4 separate regions of the Mus musculus genome follow, and all the other regions are linked to region 1. The links are chromatin contacts, called in public Hi-C maps. All regions are on one chromosome and are shown on one strand. The core of a region is the stretch at or near the end of the contact, and the rest is flanking DNA. Distances in the headings are between cores, read along the strand shown. Region 1 overlaps Auts2 (autism susceptibility candidate 2). Region 2 overlaps Auts2 (autism susceptibility candidate 2). Region 3 overlaps Auts2 (autism susceptibility candidate 2). Region 4 overlaps Auts2 (autism susceptibility candidate 2).

The links. Hi-C and Micro-C count contacts between places; a contact is called where the count stands out from the background.
Region 2: a contact with region 1 is called in a Hi-C map of cortical neurons, with 2.0 times the contacts expected there. The contact joins two enhancer-like sites.
Region 3: a contact with region 1 is called in a Hi-C map of cortical neurons, with 2.9 times the contacts expected there. The contact joins two enhancer-like sites. A contact is called at or near these places in 1 of 484 Hi-C or Micro-C datasets (cortical neurons) and 1 of 9 other capture datasets (embryonic stem cells).
Region 4: a contact with region 1 is called in a Hi-C map of myocytes, with 3 times the contacts expected there. The contact joins two enhancer-like sites. A contact is called at or near these places in 4 of 484 Hi-C or Micro-C datasets (cerebellum, muscle stem cells, myocytes and 1 more) and 3 of 115 datasets of contacts at active chromatin or transcription factors (embryonic basal ganglia, embryonic forebrain and forebrain).

The regions. Positions count from the first base shown.
Region 1 is chr5:131,811,873-131,819,299 of GRCm38.p6, forward strand. All of the region lies in intron 4 of Auts2 (autism susceptibility candidate 2), which reads right to left. Among named protein-coding and RNA genes, the nearest start is that of 4930563F08Rik, 65 kb to the right of the region's middle. Within about 2 kb of position 2,724, at least 117 of the 459 cell types and tissues checked have an H3K27ac peak or open chromatin away from gene starts, as enhancers often do. A contact at or near this core is called in cortical neurons, forebrain, muscle stem cells and 1 more, where this site is marked.
Region 2 is chr5:132,196,208-132,203,634 of GRCm38.p6, forward strand. All of the region lies in intron 2 of Auts2 (autism susceptibility candidate 2), which reads right to left. Among named protein-coding and RNA genes, the nearest start is that of 4930563F08Rik, 320 kb to the left of the region's middle. Within about 2 kb of position 4,589, at least 17 of the 459 cell types and tissues checked have an H3K27ac peak or open chromatin away from gene starts, as enhancers often do. A contact at or near this core is called in cortical neurons, where this site is marked.
Region 3 is chr5:131,454,347-131,461,773 of GRCm38.p6, forward strand. Auts2 (autism susceptibility candidate 2) reads right to left here. Exons shown (of 20, transcript NM_001363480.1): 13 at 6,936-7,007; 14 at 5,781-5,810; 15 at 3,493-3,564. Among named protein-coding and RNA genes, the nearest start is that of Gm29681, 43 kb to the left of the region's middle. Within about 2 kb of position 3,820, at least 17 of the 459 cell types and tissues checked have an H3K27ac peak or open chromatin away from gene starts, as enhancers often do. A contact at or near this core is called in cortical neurons, where this site is marked.
Region 4 is chr5:132,070,307-132,077,733 of GRCm38.p6, forward strand. The region is part of intron 2 of Auts2 (autism susceptibility candidate 2); the gene reads right to left. Among named protein-coding and RNA genes, the nearest start is that of 4930563F08Rik, 190 kb to the left of the region's middle. Within about 2 kb of position 4,530, at least 101 of the 459 cell types and tissues checked have an H3K27ac peak or open chromatin away from gene starts, as enhancers often do. A contact at or near this core is called in forebrain, muscle stem cells and myocytes, where this site is marked.

The DNA of each region.
Region 1 (7,427 bases), core at 1,474-3,973:
TAAGTTCTGGGGATTTGAACTCAGGTCCTTAGGCTTGTCCAGCAAGTACTTTTCCCCACTGAGTCATTTCCCAAGCACATAGATTAAAATTTTGTCTTAAATTAGCTCCCTACTCTCTGTGTATGTGTGGTGTGTACATGTGCATGTGTCTATATGCATGTGCACAAATGTGTCCATACCAAGGTGCACATGTGTAGGTCTTAGGACAACATGATGGGGTTGGTTTTCTTTTTCCATTATGTGCATCCAAGGAATCAAACTTATGTTGTCAGGTTCATTTGCCCACTGGCCTATTCCACCCGTGTGTGTGTGTGTGTGTGTGTGTGTGTGTGTGGCTATGGCACGCAGTTCCAGTACTGAGCCATATTCCTAGCCCTTATTATTAGCATAAACACTGATAATGATATGTAGGGTCAAAAGCAACTAAGAGGCTTGGCCTACCACTGAAATTTGAGCAACAACACACATATGTGCACGTATATGTGCATACACATGCACACATGCCAAAGCCAGGTGTAAATTCTTAAGGGAATGGAAAATAGCTGTCCTTTCAAAACAACTAAGAAAACCTTAGGGAGACAGGTATCATGCAATAACAACCAACGAGCCTGTTTGTGGAGCAGCTTTGAGAGGCAGCTGCTGATTCCTAAATGAATAGAACAGGTTCTCAACCCTTGCTTTTCTTCTCTGTTGAAAAGATGTCAAGGTGAATCCAGAAAATGCTTCAAGCTGCTGCTTGCCTTGAGGTGTCACGGGCTCACCCTCTGTCTGTTCTTGATAAAGAGACAGCCCCAGTGCAAGAAAAGAGCAGCAAAGTGAAGAAGAAAAGAGACAAATTGGATGCTCAACAACCAGGCTTTCAAAGGAGACAAGCACTGAAGGCTGAACGGGGAGTGTGAGCTGTGAATTACAGAAACCAAATTCTTTCAAAAGCAGAACATATTTGTCGATTATTTTTCTTGGCACCGGGGAGCCAGACGAGAACAAGGAAAGAGCAAGATCCCAGCCCCCACCTTTAAAATTATGCATAGGCGCGCATCGGTGTCTCTGTGTGGGCATGTGCAGGCAGTGCGGTGCTTGAGGAGGCCAGAGAAGAGCATGGGTATGCTGGAACGAAAGTTAAAGGCAGTTGTTAGCTGCTCAACAAGGGTGTGGGAACTGAACTCAGGTCCTCTGGAAGAGATCTCCTTAAGCACTCAGCTAGCTCTCTAACCCCCAATTTCTCTTTTATGATCCCATGTGCTGTCTTCTCCATGACAACAGTGCCAAGAAGGTAAAGGAGGCATATCATGTGGGATACAGCCTGACAGAGGACTGAATGCTAAACAAGACTCTATCCTTAGCTTTCTGCCATTCACAAGAGCCAAGCACCCTGCAGGTTACTTCCTGGGACTCCTAAAATTGTCAAAGTTAACCTGGGGTCATGTTTCAGGACAAACCTCACCTGTGGAGCAGATGAACCCCAGAAGGCAGGGCTCTGAAGCTGGCCACTCTGGCGAGGACTGCTGGCTGGCAGGACACCATGTTCCTCCCACCCTTGTCAGTAGACATTTCCTGGGGAACTCTAGAAGCCAGTTCTCAGAGAAGACATATGGTGCTTACTCAGTATGGAAGAGTGCTAACGAGACCAAATGAGATGGGCGAGGGGAAAAGCTGACAGGAGGTGAGAACCAGCCTGGAGGACAGAGGTGGGCTGCTGCCTCTGTAAGGAAAAGCCCAGCTCCCAGCCGAGGGCTCTTCTCCTTGGTGGTGAGAACAGCTGTACTGGCAAACCTCGTCACCCCATCCTCCACGGTTCTGAGTCACCCAGAAACTGGTCTCTCCTCTAATCCCACCATAAAACAAGAAACTGACACTCTCACATGAGGCCTGTCGTTGGAAGGGTGAATGGCTTCTAAAGATTACAGGAAGAGGGCAGGGAGGACAGCACAGTGGGCAAAACATTTGCTAGACAAGCTTGAGGCCATAACTTGCTATGCATTCAAGGACGAGCTTGAATTTCTGATCCTCCTGCCTCCACCTCCCTAGTGCTGGAATTACATGTATATGCTACCATGCCTGGTGTGTTAAGTGCTCGTGGATGGCACCCAGGGCTGTACATTCTAGACGAGTTCTCTGTTAGTAGAACTGTATTCCCAGCACATCAAAATATGTGTTTAGTCTCTAGAAAGCACATAAGCAAGCTGGGCATGGTGGTGTGTCCTTGTTATCACCATGCTAACCTGCAATGCTGCAGAAGCAGAGATGGGCTTCCCGAAGCTCAGTGGCGAAGGAGCCTAGTCTGTCTAGTCCACATGAGCTCCAGGTCAGAGACCTTGCCTCAAAAACAAGGTGGTAAGTGAGTTAATAAGACATCTGGCCGTGACACACAGCTGTACACACACACACACACACACACACACATACACACACACGCACACGAGCTCGAGCAATGTCTGGAAGACAGCAAGTGGCCAAACAATGGTGGGGTTGTCAAAGCTGGAGTGTCTCCACACAATCTTATCAGAAGGACCAGCCACAGTTAGCAGGCGGAAGCAGGCGGAGCACGCATTGGTTGGTTTTCAAAATATGTTATTTCCAATACTCAACAGATGTTCTTTGAATTCTGATGTGAAAATACAGGCTTTTTTATTTATTTTTTTCACTGACAGACTCAAAGTACACTTAATATAATAATCTCGCAAAGTCCAAAGATTATCTCACAGTTTGGAAAATACTATGTTGAGTCATTAGTCCCATGACTCAGTATTTTCAAAACTCACCAGATAAATATGGTATGCTAAGACTTCCTGGTAACGACCTTCTATTTTTGCAAGAAAAAAAACACAGCAAGACTTCCCAGAAGCCTCAATTAAATCTGGAAAATGTTTGTAAGATATTCGCAGGCACAAAACTCGAAACATGCGCAAATGTTTTCGGAGATTATGGCTCTGGGATGAGTCTGTGCTGTCATTCATTTAAAAAAAAAATTGGAGCGCTTCCAGTGGGCTGGGTAGTTTCCTAGGCTGAGGGAACAGAGAGTGGGGAAGACAGTAGGCCAGGCCTCGGCAGCAGGAGCTCCTATCTGTGGCTGTACAGACAGCTGCAAACTGCAAGAACTCGCTCTAGCAGGGTTGGCAGGCTCAGGATGCTGCAAAGGCACCTGACTAGTTTGGAAAGTGATCAATCGTGCAATTAATTTTATCTTTTAAAAATACGCATTGTTTGTGGTGGACTGGGAAACATGTTTGACACACAAACCTGGCAAACATGAGTTTGACTCCCAGAACTCACATGGTAGAAGAGAACTGAACCCACAGAGTTGACTCTCAACTTCTGCGCATGCTTTATAGCGTGCACACGAGTGTGCATACACACACACACACACACACACACACACACACACATCTTTAAAAACTGAATGTATTTCATGTATGTACATGCGATTATACATGCATGTGTAGGTCAGAGGCTAACCTTAGCTAGGATTCTTCAATGGCTGTCCATCTTACTGGGCCTCACCTATTCAGTTAGACAGGCTCTCCAGCAAGCCTCACAGATCCACCTGTTTCTGCCTCCCCACTGGTGCTAAGATTACAAGCTTGAGATATTTATAAGGTTGAGCCACCTACTTTTTTTTTCTTTTTTCCCTTCTTTTTTTTCCTTTTCTTTTCTTCCCTTTCCTTTTTTTAATGTGGGTTCTGGGGATCAAACTTGGGTCCCCAGTCTTAATAGGCAAACACTGAACCAACTGAGCTCTCTCTCATCAGACCCTGACTACTGTCATGAGTCAGTGCGTTATCTCCCAGAAGCAGTTTTATCTGGGGAGCTAGGAAGGTCTTTGTGATACCTGCACAGAGCTGGGACTGAGGAAGCCCTTGGGGGATGAGGCAGCAGGATCACACCAGGGAGGAAGCAGGGCTAATGAAAGATACGCTGAATGACAGCAAAAGAAATTCTAGACGAGAACTCTTGACTAAACACAAACAAAACCAATAGTTGTTCTCTCTGGCCTCCTCTTTAGGTGTGGTAGTACATGACTACAATCTCAGAACTACTGAAGTGGAGGTAGGAAGATCAGGAGTGCAAAGTCAATCTTGAATATATATACGGTATTTCTTAAAACTAATATGGACACCTTTTTAGGATGTGGTGACACATACTACAAACTGTAAAGAGTCTTAACCTATAAATACTGAACCAGAATATCTTGCAGTGAGAGGTCTAACAACATTTTTACTGTGTGTGTGTGTGTGTGTGTGTGTGTGTTTGGTAGTAATAAGGATTTAATTCAAGATTTTGTACATGCTAGGAATAAGTTCTACCACTGAGCTGTGGCCTCAGCCTATCAATGGGGGATTCTAGGCAAGTGCTCTATGGCTAAGCTACATCCCCAGTTCTTTGTAGAGGGTTCTACACAAAAACTCTACTACTGAGTGACATCCACAGCACCTCACTGGGAGATTCTAACCATATGCTCTACCATGGAACTATGCCCCAAGCCCTCACTGGGAGAATCTAGGAGGCAGGTGCTGTCCCCACTGATACACACCCACAATCCCTCTCTGGAAAATTCTGGGCAAGAGGTTTACCACACCCTCAGCCCTCCAGCATGTATTCACTGTGGCCTTCATGGGACTGTGATATACACCAAAGTCTAAGAACCATTAATTTCTATTATTCAAAGTGACAGGGACTTCTATCCACAAATAATGCAAACATCTCTCTCTTATTCAGTATGTTGACAAGTTTAAGGTGAATCAGGACAGCAGAAGAACATTCCTAAAATACGATACACTTTGGAATTAATTCATACATCAAGATGAAAGTGGATCCTCTATTTTACTCATGTTCTCCAAGGAAGACTAGTCACCTAGAGTCTATGTGAGCATCTTTGCATTCTTCTTGCTGTTTTCTATATAGCTCTATCTGCAGGCATCAGTATCTTGATGGTGAACCCAAATCTTTCAACATAGCTCCCCCCACTTTTTTTTTTCCTCCACTGAAAAGTTGCTGTGAAATAGAAAATGAAGTTTTCACTGGTACCAGCCAAACCTACAAAGTGGCTCCTTTATGATGAATTCGTGAAAATATGTAATGTTATGAGAGAAGAGGAGGGTATTTACAGTGTCTAAGCTTAGCAAGGTAGAGCGGCGAGCCAAAGTATGATTTCGTTTTGGCTCCCAAGGCATGTGGCACACAAAATGTTTCTATAAAGAAAAAAAAAAATGAAGATTTGGTTCTGAGTTCAGTGAAATCACAATTTCCATTTGGCTGTTTTTGAGGCACTTGCCATTTGGAGCTCAAGGGAGTCACCGACCTCCTTCCAGCAGAGGGAGAAGAGTGATTCCAAGAGAAGACAGAGGTCAATGCCATGCCTAGAACTGGAGAGGCCAGGCTGGACCAGGTCACTGCTTAAGCCACCCAAACTCCCCAGAATGCGCTTTATCCCAATATAAATTGAATTATAAGTGTAATGTTGTTTTCACAAGCTTACAAAAGCATAGAGAGACCGCCATGCTCATAGAGCCATAGAGAAAGCCTTAAGCATATAACACCATAGAGGATCATGTGATAAAGGACCCGCTAATGGCGACCCTCCACAGTCTGCACACATGAGTATTGCAGGGTATGAATGCTGGCAGGCACTCTTCCTTATACTCAACCCTTGAACCTCAGTTGACTAAAAAAAAAATCTGAGTTCACATATTATTCAGAATTGTCTTGACAGTAACTTAAATGACTGTCACCCACCAAGTTCAAGTTTTCATAATTTCTGATTTTTACAGAGGCGAAAAGGATTCATTCACTCAATCAATACATACTTAGAGTATATGACATCAAGTGGTATACTATTGCTGTGTTAGGAGATATGACAATGGGAAAGACACAGGTCCTGTTTATGAGGACCACACGTGACAAGTACATGAATAACTGCCATCGAAGACAAAGTGTGAAAAATCCAGGCCTGGAAGATGGCAAAGGCACTTGCTGTCAAGGCTAATGACCTGCGTTCCATCCCCAGAACCAACATAGAAGGTCAGAACTGAGACCTGCACATTTTCTCTCGACCTCCACATTCCCCCAATGACCCGCCCCCACACACACAAGTAAATAAAATTGAATAGAACAAAACATCCTTTCCTGTTACTTACATAGACGTAGGTGAGGAATTCTGGAACTCCAAAGGAGCAAGAAAATGTATTTTAACAAGATCTCGCTGAGATGAAAGAATGTTAACACTTAAGAGCTGAGACAAAGGTAAACAACCCATTATGGAGTGGGATGAGTGTCTAGGGCCCTGTCTGACCCTCCCGGAGAATCCATAGACAGTTACCAGTTGCTAGCAAGGGAAGTGGCTCAGCTCTTATATCCCCACTCTTTCCAGAGTATCTACAGACAATTAACAGTTGCTGGAATGGAGGGGTGTCACAGGCTGCTCCCTGAGGATGTATGGACAGTTAAGGGGAAGTGGATCACGAGGCCCTGCCCCCTTCTTCAGGACCTCACCTGACTGCTCCGTGTTACTGTGGTGGAGTCATTTTCTTTGGTGGAGCAAGGACTGACAAAGAGCTTGTGCTCCTGTAAATAAGCCTTCACCATGCTCCTATAAAGAGCCCTAGTTAAGCTCATTGGAACACATACAAAAAGAAGGCATAAAAGTAGAAGAGTATGGGAGAAAGACGGGGATCAGAGAGAAAGAGGACAAGAAAGGGTTGTGGGTGGTGACTATTGTTAAAATATATTCATATACATATATAGAAATGTCACCTGAAATCTACTATTATGCATAATGAGTATGAACAAAATAGAGTGTAAACAGTCGTGAAAACAAAGGACATTTTAGATTAAATCTATAAGATATTTCAATGGTTTGTATATGAGTGGCACTATTAGAAGGTGTGGGCTTGTTGGCATAGGGTGTCACTGTGGGTGTGGGCTTTTAAGACCCTCATCCTAGCTGCCTGGAAGTCACTATTCTACTAACAGCCTTAAGATGAAGATGTAGAACTCTCAGCTCTTCCTGCACCATGCCTGCCTGGATGCTGACATGCTCCCATCTTGATGATAATGGACTGAACCTCTCTGAACCTATAAGCCAGCCCCAATTAAATGTTGTCCTTATAAGAGTTTCTTTGGTCATGGGATCTGCTCAGAGCAGTAAAACCCTAACTAAGACAGACGTGTTGGTGCTTAGAACCTAGAAACACGGTAAAGAAGGGTTCCAGTTTTGCTTATGCTACAACACAGAGGCCGTGCGGAAGAATGAGAAACAAAGCTGGAAAGATAGGAGCTATGTGAACGCTCAGTTAAGAGATCAGAAGGTTTGAGGGATCTGAAAGACTGTTGGTTAAGGAAGCAACATAACAACAGGTCGTTGGAGAATGACGACGACTTGGCAGCCGTGTTAAAATGGAATGGGACAGGGTGAGAGGCATGTCTGGTGA
Region 2 (7,427 bases), core at 3,339-5,838, 390 kb after region 1:
TCTGTTCTAATTTCATTTCTGTTGCTGTGATTAAACACCTTGGCCAAGGTGTCTCAGGGGAGGAGGAGGTTTAGTCAGCTTGCAGATCCAGGTTACAGTCCATCACGCTGGGAGGTTGAGGAAGAAAGTCAAGAGGCTAGGAACAATATAGTCACTATCAATGGCAGGGAGAAAGGAATATCAGGGTACTCACTTCATCTGCCTTTCTCCTGTCCTATACAGTAAGGAAAAACTGCCAGGAAATGGCTGCGCCCACAATGGGCTGAGCCCTCCTATATTAACTAACAATCAAGACAATCCGTCATTGGTATGGTCACAGGCCAACCCAATCTACTTAACTCCTCAGGTGAAACTTTCTCCCCAGGTCATTCTAGATTTTTGCAATCTGAAAGAGCAGCAAGTGTTCTTAACTCCTGAGCCATCTTTCCAACAACTAAACACACATACACACACACACACACACAAACACATGAACACAGATACACACACATGCACGCTAATGAACACAGGTATGTACATATGCATACATTCACACACATGTGCTCATACATGCAAAAAGGCAGGCACATATGCATTTACTATTTTAGGTATTAATATCACTAAAATCCTATCCTAAAAATAAATCAAAGCCCTTCATCCATCAGTCATAGTAATTATAAACCTACCCATGATGATGCAGAAATGGCATCTGCAGAGCACCTACACACTGTACTTTCTATAGACACTGACACAATCTTCTTTGAACTTACTCCACAAGACTGTGACAGTAACAGATCTCAGTGGATCCTGATTTGAGTTAACTGTGTGCAGATATACAGCACACAGGAGGTGCAAGAGAGGGTGTGTTAACTACTTTGTGGGTGCTGTGATTAAAATCCCATGACTGAAAGCAACTTCAGGAAGGATTTATTTCATCTTGCAGTTCCAGAGGGATGGGGTCCATAATGGCTGGGAGGGCCTGATTATAGCTGGCTGATCATTTTAATCCATATAAAGGAAGCAGAGAAAACAGAGGAAGTGGGATGAAGGTATAATCCCTGAAAGCCAAGTGATGAACTTCTGCCACTAAGGCCTCACACATCCTAAAGGTTCCCCTATCATCATCATCATCATCATCATCATCATCACCATCACCACCACTACCACCATCTCCTCTCTCAAAACAGTACACCAACCTGGGACCAAGTGTTCACATTCATGAGCCTATGGGGACCATGAATCGCTTATAATTTATTTTATGTGCATTGGTGTTTTGCTTGAACATATTTCTGTGTAAGGTGTTGGAACTCCTGGAATTGGAGTCACAGACAGTTGTGAACATCCCTGTGGGTATTTGGAATTGAACCTGAGTCCTCTGGAAGAATAGTCAGTGTTCTTAACCTCTGAGCCATCTCTCCATCCACAGATTAATCATTTAACTGACCACAGAGGGTCTGTGGTATTTACACTCGAATCCAGGCCTCTTGCTTCCATGACAACTGTAGGTATCGAGGAAAGCACCCAGCATCCAGAACAACCTCACGGTCTTCCGTCATATCCTCTCATCGGTCTTGCCTTTGGCCCTCAATATCTCCCGGAAGTCCCTTCTCCACTATCTCACAGTGCCCACGTGAAGTGGATACAAGACACCAAGCTTGCAATCTTCTTAGTACTGTCATGGCTACATGACTGTTGACCAATGACTTCTGGGCACCACCCTCTTACTTTGGGACCTTTTGCCAACAAGTCACCAGGCAAACTCAATCACAGTCAAAGCCCCACAGTTTGGCAATATGCATGGCACAATTAATGCTTCTTTAGTATTTTCAGGGTAGTTGGAGAGATGGCAGGGAGGAAAATCCAGTCTGTTACCAATACCTGGGGGGTAATGCCACATAAATGAAGACTTTATACTCCAACCTCAAACACAGCTGTCTAAAAATGGACACTATCACTGAAGCCCTGAAGAGTGATGTAAAGAGTTGGATTTCAGAGCAAGGGAACAAAGAAAGCAACTAGTAAATGCACTGAGGGGTTAACACTGAAAGGTCCGTGCAGTGCAGAAGCCCTATCAATCCATAATGCTATTAATGCATGCAGGGTTTGTTACTCTCAATGGAAACATGGGAGACTGCAAAAGGCCAGTCAGTAACAAGGTCCTGGGAGGGCAGAGTGTCAAGAAACTAAGCATAGATCTGAGGCAGGTGGTGGTGGCTGACACTGGCAACATACCCTGGAAAGGCAAGTAAGGCTAAAGGGCCTTATGGCGAAGAAGAGCAAGTGGTTCAGTGCTCCCTACCTGGCAAGGTAGGGTGGGGAAAGGAGCTGACTACCTGCCCTTAATGACACAATGACAAGAGCCAGGTGTGGTGGTGCACACCTCTCATCCCAGCACATCACTGAGCTCTGGGCCAGCCTTGTCTACAGAGTGAGTTCCAGGACAGCCAGAGCCACACAGAGGAACTCTGTCTTGAAACAACAACAATACAAGGCAAAACAAAACAAAAAGACACACACACACACCCACCCACACACCCAATATACAGTGTCTATATGACAGATGGGCATCTTGTTTGAATGTCAATTTCCTTGTGGCTCCTCATGTTCTCCTAAAAGATACAAGTCCTCCAAAAGAGGGAAACAACAATGAAAGATTCTAAAAATGCGGATGGTGTGGAGGCTAGACTCATGCAGAGGCCTCATGAACACTGTATCTAAGGAAGGATACTGAGACTTAATGAAACACATCACTATCTAACCTCAACTAGCAGGATCCTTTTAAAAGCAGGAACAATACCCCCATGTGGTCAGATACTAATCTTAGCAGTCATCCATTGATCAAGGACACACAAAAGTTAAGAATGGGATAATACTTTTTGATGCATGCATATTTTATTAGCCTTTCCTCCAATACATATTTAAAAATAATCTGTAAATCAAAGGGAACTATGAGCCATACTTAGCATTCTGATAAAGGCAGCCTCTCACAGGCGGGAAGCGTCCTTGACCAGTTGTCACAGAGAGGAAGTCCAGAGGGGCACAGTGGCTTTACCAAGGCCTCACAGCTGGTCCATGGCTCAGGTGGGTCTCTGAGGTCCTCTGGCTCTCTCCTGCCCCTCTATAGGGAGTTCTTCTCTCAGAAGACAGGTGAGACTGGGTATGACTGCCACTATGCCAATCACCTGAGGCTCAGTGACTTATCTGTGGAACAGTGGGAATCAGTAAGAGCATGAAACTGCCTCAGAGTCAGGGAAAGAAGGGCAGAGACAGACAGCCCACTTAGTTTACATTCTGTTCTAGTTTGATTTCTGCTGTTGTGTTAAAAATAACAGCTTAGGAGAAGAAAGCTGTTTACGCAGGCTTACAGTTCTAGGTTACTCTCCACTAGTTAGAGAAGCTGAGGCAGAAACTCAAGCCGCTGCTTCCACCACCGCCACAATGAAGACAAGAGAGCAACGACTGGGTGCTTGCCTGCTTGCTCTCACCCAGTGTGAACACCCTGCACGGGGAATGGGGCCAGTCAAAACAGGCTTGGCTTTTCCTACATCAATTATGTGTGAGGAAAACCCCTAGCAGACAAGTGGGCAAACCAACCTGATTAAGATGACTCCTCCTCCACTAAGGGTCTTTACCCTAGTAATTCTAGGTTATAGCAAGCTGATAGCTAAAACCACACACTCCAAATATATCTGAGTATAGGATGTTCTCTAAGGGTGAGAACGAAGGAAATTCAGATAAGCAGGTAAATTGTTGCTTGTCCTTCTTGGGGAGGGGAGGGGTGCACAAGAAAAGGGAGTGAGGAGAAGCAGGTGTTTTACTGGAGAGAATATGTTCAGCAGCCAGTGACTGCCCAGAAGAGCTTGGGCTCCACAGCAGCCATGCCAAGTATCCATCTATCTCTCCCACCTCCATTCCTTATCAGCGAATGAAGGAAGTGGACCCTACCCGAACAGGACTGAATGGTGCACAGCTGTAGAACAGCTTCAGGCTCACACTCCAGCTAGATCAAAGGTAAGGACAAATTACCTTTGAATGGCATCACATACTCCTAGGCCCCGCTTCATACCTGGAGCCAGCTGGAAACACTATTGAAACATCACTGCCAATGGCAAACCCCACCTGCTCTGACAGAGCCTTAATCACTCTCTGAACAGTTCAAAGCCATCAGGAAGGGAGAAGGACCAGAGGACACCATAGCTCAACCTACTTCTACCACCCGTTTTGGAGGAGAGCTGGTGCAGGATGTTAGGCTTAAGAGCTAGGAGCCCATCATTCCTCCCAACCGTGGTGTGCTCTCTAATTAAAGTCTGACTTGCTATTTTAGCCTCAATGTTTTGGGAGAATTAGAAGTTCACAGAAACATACACAAAGATATGACAGACTAGCAATTGAGCCTTTTTAATAACTCTGAAACCATAACCAAGACAGACTTCCTCAGCAACTCATTTCCATTTCCTGGCATAAACTCTCCTTCTAACTCCCACTTGCCTTTTTTGTTTTGCTTTAAACAGACAGTTTACTATTGAAATGGGACGAGCTATATGGAGGAATTGTCTCAGCTGCAGTGAGGGAATGCTCTTTCCACTGCAGCTGCACTTGGAGCCACCCTTCCTCTGGCAGAGTCTGAGAAGGGATGATTGGTGCTCAAGACCTCCTCCATTTCTCAGAAGAAGGACTGCTGCAGCGCCTATAAAACTGTCAGAAGGGCTCCTCTGTCTGTGCAGACCCACGAGCATCTTCCAGATTTGTGTATGGCACTGACTCGACTGTGGTCATCTCATCCTGATTCCTACCCAGCCAACCCCAGGCATTTATGTATTTATGTACACGTGTGTTTCTCTCTCTCTCTCTCTCTCTCTCTCTCTCTCTCTCTCTCTCTCTCTCTCTCTCACACACACACACACACACACACACACAATCTCAGACCTTCATAATTTACAAAAAGCTTCTCCTGAACCTCCAAGGACGAGTTTATAGATGAACTGTCTCACAAGTTGAGCATGAGAGAACAGCTTAAAATGACTTCAACTTCCATGCACACTACCAAGAGACAGCTGAATTGTAAACAGAAAGGATTTCATCCCACACTCTGCTATGGAGTAGAGAACGCTACAGCTCTTTCCTGCTCATTACCCTGAATGATGAATGTGTTCTTCCTTCAGCTTTTGGGAGGAGGGAAAGCACTCTTCAGCTGAGAGATTCAGGAGGCAGAAATTATGTCTCTGCTATCTGCATCTGATCTCCTCTCTGCCCCTAAGAGACACTAGACCTGCCAGGAAGGAAGCTAGGGCCCACTGCCAAGAATCAACTCAAAAGGAACCAGCTCTAAGCTAAGAATCCTCCAGAGTGCGAGAGACAAGCAGGGCACAGGCCTTTCTGAGATGCTCCAGAAAGGGAAAGCTGCCTCCACAGATACAAACCACCACGAGTGATGCTGTGAGGACAGAAATCTCTGTAAGGGTCAAAGCAGGCTCCAACGCCTCCACAGGACAGGCTCCTAGAAAACAGGTTGCTCTGCAGTACTTTACACAAGGGCCATCACATGCCATCACAGTGAAATGCACTCAGCATCCCACCATGTTTAGTTGCAGAGCAGGCACTCTGTGCACTCTGACACGGAGAGTCTGCTCTTTTTTTCCTTTATTTTTTTATGATTTTCTTCATATATTTCATTTATGTGTGTGAATGTGCATGTAGATGTGCGTGCATGCATAGGTGTGCATCTCTCTGTGGATGAGGGGCTAGAGTTTCTAAGGATAACACCTACTTTGCTTTTGAAAAAAAGAGCATCTCTTACTTTTACATGGAAGTCGCTTAAGCAGGCTAGACACTCAGGTAAGTGGCCCACAAGGATCTAGGCCTCTGTCTCCGCCACTAGGATTACAAATTCTGGCCACCGGTTCTGGATTTTGTCCATGGTTACCTTGTCTAGGGATAAGACACACGTCTTCTTACTCCCACCACGACCTTTACACCAACTAAGCTGTCTCTCTAGCTCTATTTTATTATGCTTTGTCACAGTCTCCCAAAAAACACCAGAGAGAAAGCTTCCTGTCTTTCAGACTGGACTAAAGGAAAGCTTAACCACTTTAAAGGAAGAGCCCCGTCAGTCTCAGGACATGGGCCCTGTCGACAAGCCATACGATAAGGAGCATTCTATTTACTCACTCTGTTGTAGAAATATGTCCAGTTGTATAAACTAGTTGAATCAATTGACTTTGACATGAAGAACCAGGGAATTTTGAGCTAAGAAACCACATCTAACATATTTCCATATTTCCACTGCTATAAAAGGAAGAGGAAACAGATGCTCCTACTGCAGACGGAGCGGCTATACACTCAAAGCAAAGCATTCAAACACACTGAGATGTATCTAAAAGATTCCTAAGAATAAATACACTCTGATCTATTTTAAATTATAAGGTTATCAAAGTCCTCCAAGTTCTATTGTTCTTTCTCTAAAACATGCCTCTTACAAATCTCGACTTCAGAGACAAGGGCCATTCCCTCTATCTTCAGAACTTATCAGAAATGGGGTTAGATACTTTATAGAGGCCATGGTGTAAGTTCTGATTACATGTTCCATTGAAGTCGCTAGATCTGGAGGCTGAAGAGAGGGCTCCGTGTTTAAGAGTATGTTCTACTCTTGACACAGGGACCCAAGTTCAGTTTCCAGAACCAGTGTCAGGCAGCTCACCGGTACCTGTACAGCTCGAGTTCTAAAGAACCCAAGGCCTGTGTAGGCATCCACACATGTGGAACACACATAGAGAGATACATAAAAAAAATAAAAATAAATCTTAAAAAAAGAAAACCATGAAAAAACTTAGATCTAATCCTTCCCTATTCTATTGAGGTACTCTTAAAAAAATTAGAGACATATACCTTACGTGTGTGTGTGTGTGTATAAGTGTGGTTTAATTACATATGTATACCACACTCCTATACATCCCATACATGTATGAACAACCAATACAGTATATACACTGCATCCAACATACACATATATACTAAACACAAGCATATACCACATGCATGCACACAATTTCACCTAGAACAAGTTGCAAGACTGACCATGAATATTAGTTATACACAAAAGAGCATGACCCCTACAGTATCAAAAGACAAATAACCAAATATAAATTTACACTCCACCCTTGTCACTGATGAGGGAGCAGAAAGAAGGACTAAGTAGATGAGAAAAAAAAAACCTTTCAGAAAGGTAGCTCTTGAGAAAATACAGAAGCTAATTCAGTATACATTTTACTAAATCAACATGTTCACATCTCTGCCATTCCATGTTGTATTGAACAGTTAACATACTGACTTATAGAAAATTTCATCTACATACATGTATTTATATACTTCTGCATAATTAATATATAAATATGGAATGATATAGAAAAATGGCAGCCAAGCAATTTTAACTGGTTTGATAGTATGAATCT
Region 3 (7,427 bases), core at 2,570-5,069, 360 kb before region 1:
ATTCTGGAGGTCGGTATCCCCTTGCACTGCAGGGCATCAAATCTACCCATCTTCCTACGTTCTGAGAGAGAGCCTTCCCTCTCGGCCAGTTTCCTGCCTCCTCAGAGTGATACTGTCCCCTAGCTCCTAGCTGTACTTCCTGCTCTTCTCTGGCTCATTCGTTATCCTGGGCCTGCTTCTACTTGGCTCTTGAAATCTCTTTGGGCTCCTCTGATGATCTCAGCCATCTTGACTCTACTCTTGTCCAGCCTCACACGCTCTCCTGTTCAGGGAACCTGTTTGCTGCTGTGTAACGAGGGGGGCTGGGGGGTGGCACACAGACACACGCCTTTACAAAGGAGAGGCACCTACATTGACAAGGGTGTGAACGATAAGCCAACCCTCACTCACCCAGCAACCCACTCTTTGAAGGTGAAACTTGGCCATGCACCTGAGGAAAACACATGGAACCTTTACCATCGCATGAGCGTGTGCACACGAGTATGCATGTGACATTGGAGAACAGAGGACATCTTTTTAGTGTGGTTGATTATCTATCCGTTGTCTATGAAGAACCTAGAGCTCACCAGGCTAGGCCGACTGGCTACAAGCCCAAAGGGTCCATCTGTTTTCACTCCCTCTACTCCGGAGCTGTGAGTGAAAGCCACTGTGACCAGTGTTCTTGGTGGTCTCTGGGAGTTGAACTCAGGTTGCCAAGCTTTTAAAGCAAGCGCTTTACTAACTGAGCCATCTCCCCAGTCCACTACCTTTTATTTAAATAGACAGATCACACACACCCAGTGGGTCTCACTACCGAATGCTTACGGTAACAGGAAGATCGGTGCCCTGAGCCTGTAGGCCTCAGGTCTCCACAAGTAACCCAGAAGTGGCTAAGAGAATGAGTAAATGTACACTCAGGAGCGAGGGACAGAGATGCAATTTCTGCTCCAGTCTGTGGGGAATACCATAATGAAAGCCCCACTCTCGACGAGCAGCCAAACCCCCAAACCAAGCTTCTAATTCTCTGTGAATCTATAAAAATCTCCGAAGCACCTCCTTTAATTGAGTTGCCAAATTATTTAGTGCTAATATCGCATGGTAGATGGTGTGGACTCATTAAGAGCAAATAAGGTCCAGCAGGCAGAACGGGGCTTGGGGATTAGGAAACATTCGCCGGGAGAGGAAGATAACCGAGTCACCCTGTGTTCGAGAGGCCTAGCTAATTGAATTGGGATAATGAAAGCCAAGTCACCAGGGGCATCTTCATGGAACAGAAGTCGCTAAGAGAGCGGCCTCCTTGTCATCCTTCATCCCTTTAGGCTCAGGAAGTTAAACGGAAGACGATGAGGCTTACCTGCTGCTATACAACCCGTCACCCAGGACCAGAGTGAATGGAAGTCATCGTGGAAACCTAGTTAGCTCCTCAAACTGCACCCATTTTCTAGCTGAGCTCAACTAGGAGGGCTCTAATTATGCCTTGCCTGGTAATAAGGTAAAAGTGAGCAAGACTCACTGGTGGGGTGTGAGTGAGAGCAGGTGCCGGGGAAACGAAGGGATGCCTTAGCTACTCAAGGAGGTGAACACGCTCTTTTGTTAGCATCTGTCCATCTGTCTGTCTGTCTGTCTGTCTGTCTGTCTATCTATCTACCCATCTATCCATCCATCCATGTTTGTGCTCACTTGCGCCACTGTGCAGGTCAAAAGCAGAGGATAATTTTAAGGCTTGTTCTTGCTTTCCATCATGCGGGTCTGGGAATCGAACTCATGTACTTGGGGTTGGCAGCAAATACCTGCCAAGTCATCTCACCCTCTTGTTTTTTGTAAGTTCTTATTGTTATATGTACACCTACACATTAATATACATTACAAGTGCAACCTGCTGAGGCCATCCAGTATTGCTTGCATGTATATTTTCAGGATTGCTTACCTAGTATTGGATAACCAATCAGGGGCCTCAACCTAGACTGATTCTCCCTCTCTCAGGAATTCACTGACTGCGTAAAGCTCTTCATGGGGGGAGGGGCTCTGAGACTGCCCCCACCTGTGCTGGCATATCAGCTGCTGGAATCATTGCTTAGGTTCACCCCTTCCTTTAAATCACTGAACAGAGCCCTTCACACAGTGCCTCTCTTCCACGGGGTTCAATAAGCCTTTCTCTCTTTCCTCTTCCTCCCTTTCTCTCTCCTTCCCATCTCCCACCCCACCCCCAAGAATTACATCCATCTGTCCATCTATCAATGCATGTAGAGACTGGAGGACAACCTGTAGAAGTTGGCTCTCCCCTTCCATCGTGTAAGCGCTAAAGATCAGGCTCAGGTCATCGGGCCTGGTGGCAAGTACCTACCTTTACCTAACTCGGCCATCTTGCCAGACCCCTCCCTTTTTTTGGAACAAGGTCTCATCTATAGACAGGCATAGTAACTGGCCAGAAAGTGGTCTAGTATATTCTAGCCTCCCAAAGGACTGATGTGATGAAGAGTGATGGTTCAATGTGGTCAATTACTATACGCATGGCCAGTGAGCGCTCAGTACCTTCAGCTTCTTGTGGGGTAAAAAATGACCACTTCTCCAAATTAATAATATGAAAAAGTATCTTTTTAAGTATCTTTAAAAACCTTTCTAATGTATGTGTATTTGTGTCTGAGTGGGTGTATATGGGTGTGCCCATGCAGGGGCGTCCTTGGAAACTGCAAGGGTGCAGCTGAGGTTACAAATAGTTGTAAGCTGCCTAATATGGGTACTGGGAACTAAACTTGGGTCCTCCACAGGAGCAGTCAATAGTCTTAACTGCTGAGCCATCTCTCTAGCACCTTAATTTTATGTTAAAAACAAACAAGCACAAAAATCAAAACTACCTGGAGTGATAAGATAGCTTGGCTAGGAAAGACATCCATCACCAAGTCTGAGTACCTAAGTTTGTTCCCTGAGACGCACAGTTGTCCTCTGATACACATACGCATGCTTGCTTATATATATATGATATCGCACACACAAAGACACACACAAAGCAATGAATAATGAATACAGAAATAAAATGTAAAACAGAAACAAAAAACTCCCAAACCTTAAAACATTCCCTGTTGGCTCTTCTTGGGTTTCAGTTTTGTCTAGTCTGTACTATAGGAGTTCTACATAGATTTCAAAAAGCTTTTATTTTATGAGCCAATCCAGTTTTTACACCCTTTCCATTCCAAACTCAACAAAAAGGCAAACAACACTCGGGGATCAGTGTTGATGGCTTTCCTTCTTGCAGAGGGCCTGAGTGTGCTTCCTACCACCCATATCGGGCAGCTCACCAGTGCCTGCAATTCCAGCTTCAGCCAAACTGACACTCTCCTTTTGTCCTATGCAGACTTGCACATAAATAAATACTAATAAATTTTTTTAAAAAAGAACAAAAGAAGATGGACTAGCCTTTGATACTTCCTGCCTGCCATCCTTGGCTACAAACTGAGTCCCTCATGAGTGAGCCCGGCCCCGCCCAGCTGTGCACAGGAAGAGTCACACACCCACCTTGACTTTTTGTTGATGGTGATAAATCTGCCAGGCGATATGCACATGCATGGCGCACCACTTTCCTGGTTTCTGGAATAAGAAAGAATCGCATGGTCAGACGGAGGATACACCAGAAAGCCCACCTTTCCTTGGCCCCCAAGCTCCCTGCAGCTCTGCACTATGGAGACTTCCCTTTCATGAAAACGGGAGAGCTCTGTGCCAACCAAATGCTTCCAGAAGCAGCTCTTCCAAGTTAAGGCATGAGGGAGTCAGAACCCGCATCCCCCTGTCCCATGTGGGTCTGAGACAACAGCTCCTTTACAAAGCAGTCCTCTGCCAAGGACAATATGGCAAAGACCCGACTCTCTCTTTGTGCAGCCTGTCTTCTCCGGTGCCAGCAGGCAGGCCTACCTAACAAATGCTGTCAAGCTAACAGGCACATCAGCTGTCCAGAAAAGCTAATTAGGGAATGTCTGTGGATCGAATCAAAACAAGAAGAGGGGCCTTCGAAGTGCTACATAGAGATGTGTCACATTCTTACTGCAGTCTGGCAACCTTGCGTGTTGCACTGAGAGCCACGAACTAGTGAGCGTGTGTGCGTGCATGCGTGCGTGTGTCCTTATTCTCTTGTAGTTAAAAGAAGAGAAAAGGCAGAAATGAGTAGCTGAGGAGGAAAAGGAAGAACGGATTTCTTCCTTCCTGCAGGGATCAAGTCTCTCTTCCGCCTTCTGAAGAGCAAGTGTCAATCTGTGTGGTGTCACAGAGGACGGGGCTAACTCTCAGAGCTTCCTTTCTGCTCAGCATCTCCATGTGCTTGCCCCACAAAGTCCTGCCCCACTCTGCAGCAGCTAACACCAGCTTCTGTAGCAAGAGGCTGCCTCTGACTTAGACCCAAGTCTGACACTGGGGATGCTCTCATGTAATGGAATGATGGGTTGCTTAGAGTCACCAATAACACAGCCGTTGGTTTCAGGCCAGGGAAGAGGGGGGTGGTAATGGCTAATACTGCATGGGGTTTAGCAGGACCCTGAATCACCCAAGAGACAAGAGGCCAGGCGAACCCACGAGAGATTATGTAGATGAAGTCAGCCTCTGGACAAGCTTATGAAGGATTAGTCGATTCGGCTAACTGTGGCGGGAGGACCCACTCTAAATAAGGACAGGGCTATTCACTGGATGGGGTCTTATAATGAATGGAAAGCAGAGAGCAAGCTTGAGTCCCAGAGTCCATCTCTCTCTGCTTCTTACCCACTGCCTCAAGTTCCTGCCACCTACATTTTCCTGCCAGGATGTACCACAACCTTGAACTGTGAGTTAAAACACACCCATCCTTAAGCTCGTCAGGTACTGTTATAGCAAAGAAAAACATACCTAAGACAGGGATTATGTAACAGTCAATAGCAGGAACTGGAGCATTCGACTCTTGTCATCTGCTTCTAAGTCAGGAAGTACCAAGAGGTCACCTCCTGGCCAGACTCTGGACCTCGGAAATATTCTACCCATGTTTCTAGGATCCTTCCCATACTTTCCTGGGAGGCAGCTTGGATGAGGAAGGTATATATCACTTAGCATTGAGTGCTCTGGGCAAAATAAACTATCTCAAGAGAGACTAACTATAGCCAGCCTATGGCTTGTTCTTTCCCTTGCCCATTATCCCAGCAGAGCAGGGGGAAGGTGGATGAGTCAGGTGGCTCTCAAGTTCAAAGCCAGTCAGAGGAAGAACAAGACCTTGTCTCACAACAACCTAACCTAGTCTGTCTATTACATTTATATATATATATATACATATGTATATATGTATATATGTATATATGTATATATATATATATATATATATATATATATATAAATTATATTTGTGTGTGTGTGTGCCTGCCTGTGTATGGGTATGTGTGTGCAGTACCTACAAAGGCCAGAAGATGGCGTTGGATCCCTTGAAGCTGGACTTACAGAAGGTAATTACCCACCCAATATGGGCACTGGGAACCTAACTTGGATCTTAGGCTAGAACAGCAAGTGCACATAACTTGAGAGCTATCTCTTTAGCCCCTTATCAGTTGTATTAATGAAAAACCCAGTGGCCCGGCTCCCTCCTGCACTCAAAAGGAAAAAGGAAAAACAAAAAACAAAAAACCAAAACGAAAGGCCGTTTCCCATCTCCCTGCCTGCAAACCCAGGCAGTGTTAGCTGCTACCACTGACATCCACTCTGGCATCTCTCCAGCTCAGTCCCTGCTACTGACTTGCGTTTTTAACCCGCAGAGAGTCAGAGGTTGCACAAACAGTTCTAGAAGGAGCTCTTCTTACCCTTAGCATAGGTCTGAAAGGATCTGTCAACTGTGAAGAGAAAATGACAACTCGGTTACATGCCTGTCACTCAAACAATTGCCCTAATTAACAAATTTGTAGTGCTTCATTAGGAGGGGAAATTAAAATGTTAGAATTTTACTTTTAAATGAAGCCCTTTTAGAGAATAATTAACCCATTTTCACACCATCAAAAGTACCAAGCGTCCCCTCCCCCACCTCAGGAGCCCCAGAACATGCAGTGACAAGCGCCCCATACAAGTTTTACCAGCAGAGATGTGCCCTATGCCAGCAGGACTTGCATGTAACCTATACCATGGGGGTCCCCATTTTGACTGGCTCTGCCACAGGCCACTCTGTGAGGCTTAGGGAAAGCAGTCCTCAGACCACAAAATGATGGGTGACATGGAGGGGACATCTGGGAATGTCTGTCTGTCCAGACCCTGCAGACCCAAGCTGTCTTTATAACATCCTAGCTTCAATGAGTAGGTGGCACACAAGGGCTTAACCTCTTGCAAAAACAAAAAACAAAAAAGTCCTCACTAGAATAAAAATGGCTCAGAGGATAGCTTTATAAAGGACAGTCCACAGATGAGTGCCTCTCTACTATACAGCTTTGCCTTCTGTTTTAAAGGCAGGCATAGCATCAGTTATGAATAAATAACATAACTGGGACATAATGGATATTTTATTTAGTGCTAGAGCATGCTCCATCTGTAAGAGCAGAGTGGTCCAGTAACTTCCTGACCTCAAACAAGATGGTAAGAGGGTGTGTGTGTGTGTGTGTGTGTGTCCTGCATGCGTATACACATACACACACACCTAACTTTTAGGAAGAAAGTGTTGAGCACTTTTTCATTCAGGGGATTCTGTAGTGACTTCATTTTGTGCCAGAGGGGATGTAAGCAGCTGGAGACTGGACCAGTCGGATGTCAGATGGAAGGTAGACATGCCAGTGGATTTCAATTTCTGGGCTCAAAAAAAAGGGTCTGTTTTGTTTCTTTATCCTAGCCACGTCATTCATGCAATCTGCGACTTCTAACATAACTGGATCAGGCGTTTCCTGACATAACCAGCCAAGGTAGGAGCACCCGGTGGGCCATCCTTTGTGAATGACCTTGGTATTACCTATAACCGAGCCTGACTTTGCACGTACCCTTGGGTCCTTCTGGAGCAGAGTATGTGGGACTGTTCCAGGCCGGGCAGCCACGTCGATAGGGTTGGATGTCTACAAATGAATTAGACCACAGCTCAGGATGTACAGAAAAGCAGGCTTTATCCTTCTTACAGAGTAGCAGAAATGAAGCATTATCTACCTTATCTTGTTCTGGATTACAACTTTTCAAATTTTTATCTCTGTGTATGTGTATGTTATATGTTTATGTACATATTGCTGGTGCACATGCATGCATGCTAGAGCCAGAGACTCACATATGCTGTCTTCCTCAATTGCTTTCCACCCTAGTTTTTTGAGGCAGGGTCTCTCTGAACATGGAGCCCTGGCTAACTAAGCCCACAGTCCCAGGGATCCTTTCTTCTCTGTCTCCATAGAGCTGGGGCATATAAGGATACCACTGGACTAGGGGTGGGGATGTGAGAAAGAGCTGGGATGGAAGGCCCAAGAACAAACTACACAACAAGAACTCCT
Region 4 (7,427 bases), core at 3,280-5,779, 260 kb after region 1:
GAAGCAAGTGGAATACTGGGGTGCAAGCTTTTCTTCATTTAGTTCACTCTGTTCTTGACTGTGGATGTGATGTGGCTAGATCCTTCAGGCTCCTCCCACCCAGGAGGACAACAACTTGGAGCTGTGAGCTAAAATAATCCTTCTCTCCCTGTTAAACTATCTTATCACAAGAGAAATGACATTAAAACATCAAATATTCTACCTTCGGAAAAACTTCATTTCAAAGTTAATTCCAACACTGCATTCTAGTTCTTTCAGAACACTCTGGTAGAACAAAAGAAATCATTTCCATTTTTTTTTCCTGGAACCCTCAGAAAGGAATTGTCTTCCTTTTACTGGGTATACAGGGTATGCAACACAGGTGGACACAGTTAGTGTTATGTCCTGTGAGAGCTAATCTGCATTGACTGCATTTAGAATCACCTACGAGATGTAGGCATGCTTCTGGGGTATCTCTGTGATGCTGTTTCCAGAGGTTGGGGTAACCAGCCCATGCCCTGTGGTCCCCGAGAGAACAAAGGGGTGGGTATAAAAGGGAAGTCCAGAGAATGCTAGTACACTCCTTTCTTTGCATTCCCGTCCATTGTGATGTAAGCAGCTCTGCTACAATTTCTTCACTATAATGGAATGAACCCTCTAAACGCATGAGCCAAACTACACCATGGCTTCCTCAAGTTGTTCTGCCAGGCAGCTGGTCACAGGATGGCAAGAAGCTAACCAAAGCACACTCCAAATCCCATACAAATTCTTACATCATAATTAAAACCAATGCAAAAGCATTGGTGCTCTTTTATCAAGTGTGCTTATGTTAATGTTCCTGTTCAAAGTTTACAACCCATCCTTATTTATAGGTGCTTTGCTTGTTTGAAGCTATTCAAGAAATGACGACATCGCCTGGTTTGCACAGAATCAAGCTGGCTCTCGAAGTCAGAGTTTAGGAAGTTCTAAGTAGTAAAGGCTCTCACAGAATCATTAGTGGGTGTGTCAGTTTATAAACAAGTCCAGGGCAGGATGATGCTCTGTAATGAAATCCTCCCGCCCTGAGAAAGGTGTAAAAAAAGAATATACAGAACTGGAGGACAGCTGTTGCAGGAATCAGGGGCTTCACTCAGTTTCATAAGTCAATATAACTAGTTCAGAAACAGCAAGCCACTAATTTGAATAGAAATGAAGACAGGTTTTGATTACTTGATAACGCGATTACAAATTGAGTTAAGAGCATGTACAGGAACACAGTAAGTTCTTGTTGAACACAGGACAATGTGAAACTTGTAGGCGGATAATTAGTTTTACTTGTTCTTGCCTCTCCCTCCAGCACAGCAAAGAGTACTTTTCTTGTCTCTCTTTTTTAAAAAACAAAACAAAACTATTTTTATCGAATTTATTTCTGATAAGAGGGAAATGTCGCATTCACTTCAAGATGCACATACACAGGGTCAGAAAACAACTTTCAAGTGGCTGTTCTCTCCTTGTACCCTGTGGACTCTGGAGATCAAACTCAGATCATGACATTAGGCGGCAAGTTCTTTCTTTCCCTGCTGAGACTTCCTGCTGGCCATCTCTTTTTCTTTTAAGGCTGATCTCCTGCAGTGCCTACCAGAGTGCTGGAAAAGAGTACATGCTTTAAAATGTCTGTTGAATGAATGTACACAGTCCCGTGTCTGGCTCTGGCTTCCCAAGTGAACTGGCACAGTATATCTCCTAAATTACAGCTCTCACCTAATGGATCTGTAACATGACCCTGATCAGGAATAAAGGGAACTTAAGGCAGGTTCCAGAAAATGCACACAATTGTAAGATGGTGTTGAGTATGTGATTCTGCACATGCCTGCAAAGAAAGTCGTAGGTGCATGAACATATATGAGCAAACATATCCCTAATCTGCAATCTAATCCTTTTACGATTACTGGCAATCACCTTTCATGAATCAAAATCATTAAAAATTATTTGCCCAGCCCGCTGCCTGTGTACAGCAGGCAGCAAGCCAGATGCTGTCTCTGCCGCAGTGCACAGGAGGGTTCCTTTGCTGTACCTAACTTGTTGAGAACTGGGGAAGCTTTTCCGTTCACGTTTCAGGTTAATCTCTTTTCCCTAAGAACAGAATATCCTCTTTGTAGATCTCCCTGGGGGCTTGGTATTTGCAACATCAAACAGAACGCACAAACCATTGCACCCACTTTCAAAAGCCTATTACACTGTCAACTGGCTTTCCTAACTGCAACCAGGGGAGAAGGCTTACAGACTCCTAAGCCCCTTCCTTCCCCCCAGGCAGTTGGAAAGGAGCCATAATTTCGCTAAGCTACCACTGCATTTTGTCTCACTAAAGAACTCCTAATAAGGCAGGCAACATTCCAAGGAGGAAAAAAAAGCAACTTGAGCTCACTGTAAATCTCACCTCCCCTTTATTCCTGACTCTCTCTAAAAGTTTCAATTGCTGGCAAGCTCTGAGGATGGGGTACTGTCATGCACGGCTACCAGTGACACTTTTCCACACTGCTTAACCAATCATCACAAAATGCAGGTCCACAAGCAGTGTCTGAAGCAAAGGGCTGAGGTGGGATGCCAGCACGCCTCCTCACCTGTGGTATATAGCACTCCTTTGGGGATGTGCAGGAGATCCGAGAAAGAACAGGGGAATAGACTCAGGTTTGAAACATTCAAATGAAACAAATTGTGTTCTTTGTGTTTCTTTTGCCTTGTTAGAATCTATCCAAAGAAATAAAAGCCCACAGGAGATAGTGTTTACCAGCCTGTGCCAGCAGGGACAGACTTGCTTAATTGTTAACAGGGTTCATGAATACCTCTTCCAAAGGGACACCAGTAATGTGTCCCACATAACAGAAGGTTTCTGAAACATGGAGCAATATGTAACTGACAGACAGACACAGAGGGGATAGGGGAATATGCATGCTTCCCTAGGACACACACAAAACCATTTCTGCTGTGTCCAGGGCCACATTTCCTCCTACTTATCTTGAAAGTTTCCATGGTAGCTGTTGAAGGGAGAATTAGAAGTCTTCACAGAATACTACAAGAGAGAGGTGGGAGTCATGGAAGCACAAAGGAAAAGGAGAGGTGGGGGAAGGAGGAGGACAAGGACAGGGAGAAAAGGCCAGAGCTATATGGTAGTGTTTGCTTGGCATGCATGAGGTTCCATTCCCAGCACCACATAAACCCACCTCAACAACAAGAGTAAGAAAAAAAGAGAAAAGAGGGTCAAAGGTGAGGGTCAGAGGTTGAGAATCATCCTTGCCTACACAGAAAGTTCAAGTCCGGCTTTAGCTACCTGAGACCTTCTGAAAAGATGGAGCTGCACATCTGTGCGTCTAGTGAGTGAAATCACAAAGGGACCCTAAGGTTTCCTGTATCTGGCCCCTAAGTACTTCCTCTAGGAGGGCTGTGTGGGCTTGACACAGCTGTGAAGGGCCCAGTTCAGAAGGACTGAGACCTGCCGACACTAAATAAATTCTGGGGGCAGTCTTCAGAGACCATCAATTTTGCTCTGTCACAGAAGTGCTATATTCTCATGCTGAAACACTCTATAAACAGAGTACATGTTCTACACCACCTGTGTGTTAGCGAGGGTCACTTCTTTTCTGATCTGACATCTCTTGGCCTTGAGCCCAGGCGGCCTAGCAGCTGAAGACGGGTGACTCACCCGGTGTGAAAAGCATTAGACACGGCTCACCTGTATCTGCCCTTCTTGTCTCCTCCTAATCTCCTTCCTCTCCACTTTGGAGTTCATCTTTCAACCTAGAAGCTGATAAGAAATGCATCCACTGTGGATAATTTCTTCACTCTGGAGAGAGATTTTTTCTCTCTTATAGAGGGCTGGCCATCACAGTGAAGAAAGCGACACAGCGGGATCGTTCATCTTGACTTTTTATTTATTTATTCTGAGTCCATCTAGAACTGTTGCCTGGATCTGTGGGTGTGACTGAGCCATGAAGAAGTTACCACCCATAACTTTTGACTTTTGATTTTTATTTAACGGCTCATTTGTATAACCTCAAAGATGGAGGGGCCAGCAGACCCCAAAGAGATTGGCAGCTGCGGTCCTGTCAAGTTGGAAGGTTATGTCAGCTGCCAAGTCTGCCAAGCGAGCTCAGCACAGCGAGGGAGCGGAGAGAGATTGGTTACAGCCGTAAGTAATTGATCTGTCTGAAAATACCGGCTAGGAATCCTGGGATTAATGCCCCAGCTCCAGCTGGGCCGCACTGCTCTTTTCCCTCCAGCTCTCTGACAACAAAAGCCGGCCTCCTTCTCCAGGGACAAGACATTTTTATTAAAATCTTTATACAACTTAACAGCAAAGACTCTGTAAAAGCATCCTAGAGATTTGAGGAGGGTGGGGTGATGAGGCGCAGGTTTCCATCCCGAGAAAAACCAACCGACAATTTTTGCCAGCCCCCCTCAGCCCCCGCCCCTCCCCTTTTGATCTGGTTTTCATTTCAAAGCAGTCACCAGCCAGTGGCTTCCCTCGGCCAAATGCACTCAGTCATCTTGCTCTGGCTCTGGCTCTGGCTCTGCAGAATTCTGCAGAATGCATGGAGAGGGAGCTCCGGGAGCGGCGCGCTTAGCTGGAGAGACACGGATGAGCTGTGGAGAGCTGCAGGCAAAAATAAAGTGGGAAGGCATCCAAAGCTGCAGCTGCGCTAGCCCATTAAAAAGCTGAGACTCATTCTGTTGTTCGACCCCACGCTTAGCACCGCATAACTATTCATCAAAGAAATTTCAGTGCAATTAATTAAATTATTCCCATGTCTGGGCTGCGGAGTCGTTATTCCAATATCAACTTTCACTCACTCTCTCTTAAGCTCGTGTTTGCATGCCAAGTCACTACTCTGGGGTTGTCCAGTCTCAATAAAGCTGTGCTCCTCGTCGCTCACACAGGCTATCATTTCTCTTTTTTATTGCCATTTATTTTCCACTAGGACTCTGCTGCCAGGATACTGGCAGGACTTCCAGTATATGGTTGTAATGAAATCTACCGCAGACACTTAACGCAGGGTGAGGATAGAGCTCGGCTCATGTGAGGCTGTAATATAATAAATGCTTTCAGAAAGAGGATTTTTATCAGCTCAGAAATAGAGTGTGGTATCCCTCTCAGACTGAGTGCAGGAGAGGGAAAAAGGTGGAGTCGTTTGAAAATTCCTGTCATAATTAAGTTTATGGCTGAAATATGCCTAATGTGAGAGGTGTGAGCTGCGGCACAGACTGCCATTCATCTCTCCAAGAACAGTTATTAAAAGGGGAAAGGTTTTTTTTTTTTTTAAATTGTTTTGGGGAGATGATGTTTTTAAAACACCATCTTCTTAGTTAAGAACATACAACTGGCATGCTCTTATAATTTGGGAGATCTGACTGCTGCCCCATTGAGTTTGTTCTAACTGTGACAAAATATTAATAAGATTAAGAAAATAATACCCTCAACTTGAGAGACAGCAGACCATATTTAAGGCTCTTGACTGTCCATTGTATATCACCATAGCAAATTACAGGACTGAGTAAGAGTAGATCACTATCTCTCTCAGCAAGAGACAAGAGCCTTCATATGAACCCAACACTGGAAAACACCAGATCGACTTTTAATAAGCTCGGTGCTGGCTCAGACCTGAGAACTTGGCTGTGCCACTGAATGCCCCCCCCCCCAATAAAGAGGTCACCATCTACAGCTGGAAGATAATTTATCCCTCACATCACTGACAAGGGTAAGGTAAGAAATTTGAAAATCCTGAGTATAAGGGCTGGAAATAGAGTTTTGTGGTTAAGAACGCTTACAGCTCTTCCAGAAGACCAGATTTTGGTTGCTAGCATCCATGTGGGGCAGCTTAGGCCTGCCAATAGCTCCAGCTACATGGCACCAAGATGCCTTCCAGACATAGTACACATGGCCTGCCTGATGCTCACACTCATACGTTCACATACTCACATACATACACATGTATTTTTTTAAATCTTTGGTTTAAAGACTACAAAAGAAAAGGTTTTAAACCCTAAGCTTCTATTAAAAACAACAACAACAAAAAAATTAGGCAGGAAAGCTCTCTGAAGAACAGAGTGTAAATATAAAAAGGAGCCTGTGTTCAAGTCACATTCTATTCTTTTTTTCTTTTTTTTCTTAGATATTTTCTTTATTTACATTTCAAATACTATCCCGAAAGTTCCCTATACCCTCCCCATGCCCTGCTCCCCTACCCACCCACTCCCGCTTCTTGGCCCTGGCATTCCCCTGGCATATAAAGTTTGCAAGACCAAGGGGCTTCTCTTCCCAATGATGGCCGACTAGGCCATCTTCTGCAATATATGCTGCTAGAGATATCAGCTCTGGGGGTACTGGTTAGTTCATAATGTTGTTCCATCTATAGGGTTGCAGACCCCTTCAGCTCCTTGGGTACTTTCTCTAGCTCCTCCATTGGGGGCCCTGTATTCCATCCTATAGATGACTGTGAGCATCCACTTCTGTATTTGCCAGGCACTGGCATAGCTTCACACGACACGGCTATATCAGGGTCCTTTCAGCAAAATCTTGCTGGCATATGCAATAGTAAACATTCTATTCTTGACAGTGGAATTGATCCAACCTACTAAGGAATTGTTCTCTTTACTGGTACTTGGATATAATTTCTACGTGGGTCATTACAGTGATGGAAATGATGAGTTGGGAAGAATCAACAGGACTCAACGCTGAGGTTCTCCCAACATGATGAAAGGTATGAGCCCAGAAAGCAAAAGCAATGAAATAACCCAAAGCATAAGAAACACGAGGGAACATAAGAAATACACCGAGGGGCTAGAGAGATGGCTTAGTGGTTAGGAGCACTGACTACTCATCCAGAGGTCCTGAGTTCAATTCCCAGGAACCACACGTTGGTTCACAACCATCTGTAATGAGGTCCAATACCCTCTTCGGTGTGTGTGAAGACAGCTACAGTGTACTCAATATATAAAATAAATAATATTTAAAGGGAGGGAGGGAGTGAAGGAGGGAGGACATTGACACCATAACCAGTTTTTCCAAACTAACAAGAGAGAAATAAAAAAGGTCATATACAAAAAGCAAGTAGGATGATAGCTCATTTTCTCACTTAAATAATACAAATATAAATACTGGAAATAGTTTCAAAATACTGAATCAGGATAAAAACTAAATTATTCTTCTACATCTAATGACTGTGTCTTTAGTCTTTTTTAAAACTTTATATTTCTTTATATTTTCTGTGTATGAGTGTTTCAGCAGAATAGATGGGTGTGCATCCTATGTGTGGCTGCTGCCCACTAGGGCCAAAAGAAGGCAATGGGTCCTCAGTAAATGGAGTTACAGATGGTTGTGAGGCAGAATGTGGGTGCAGGGAACTGAAGTCACGACCTCTGCCAAAGTACAAATGCTTGTCACTTCTGAGGTATCTTTCTAGCCCATAAAAAAA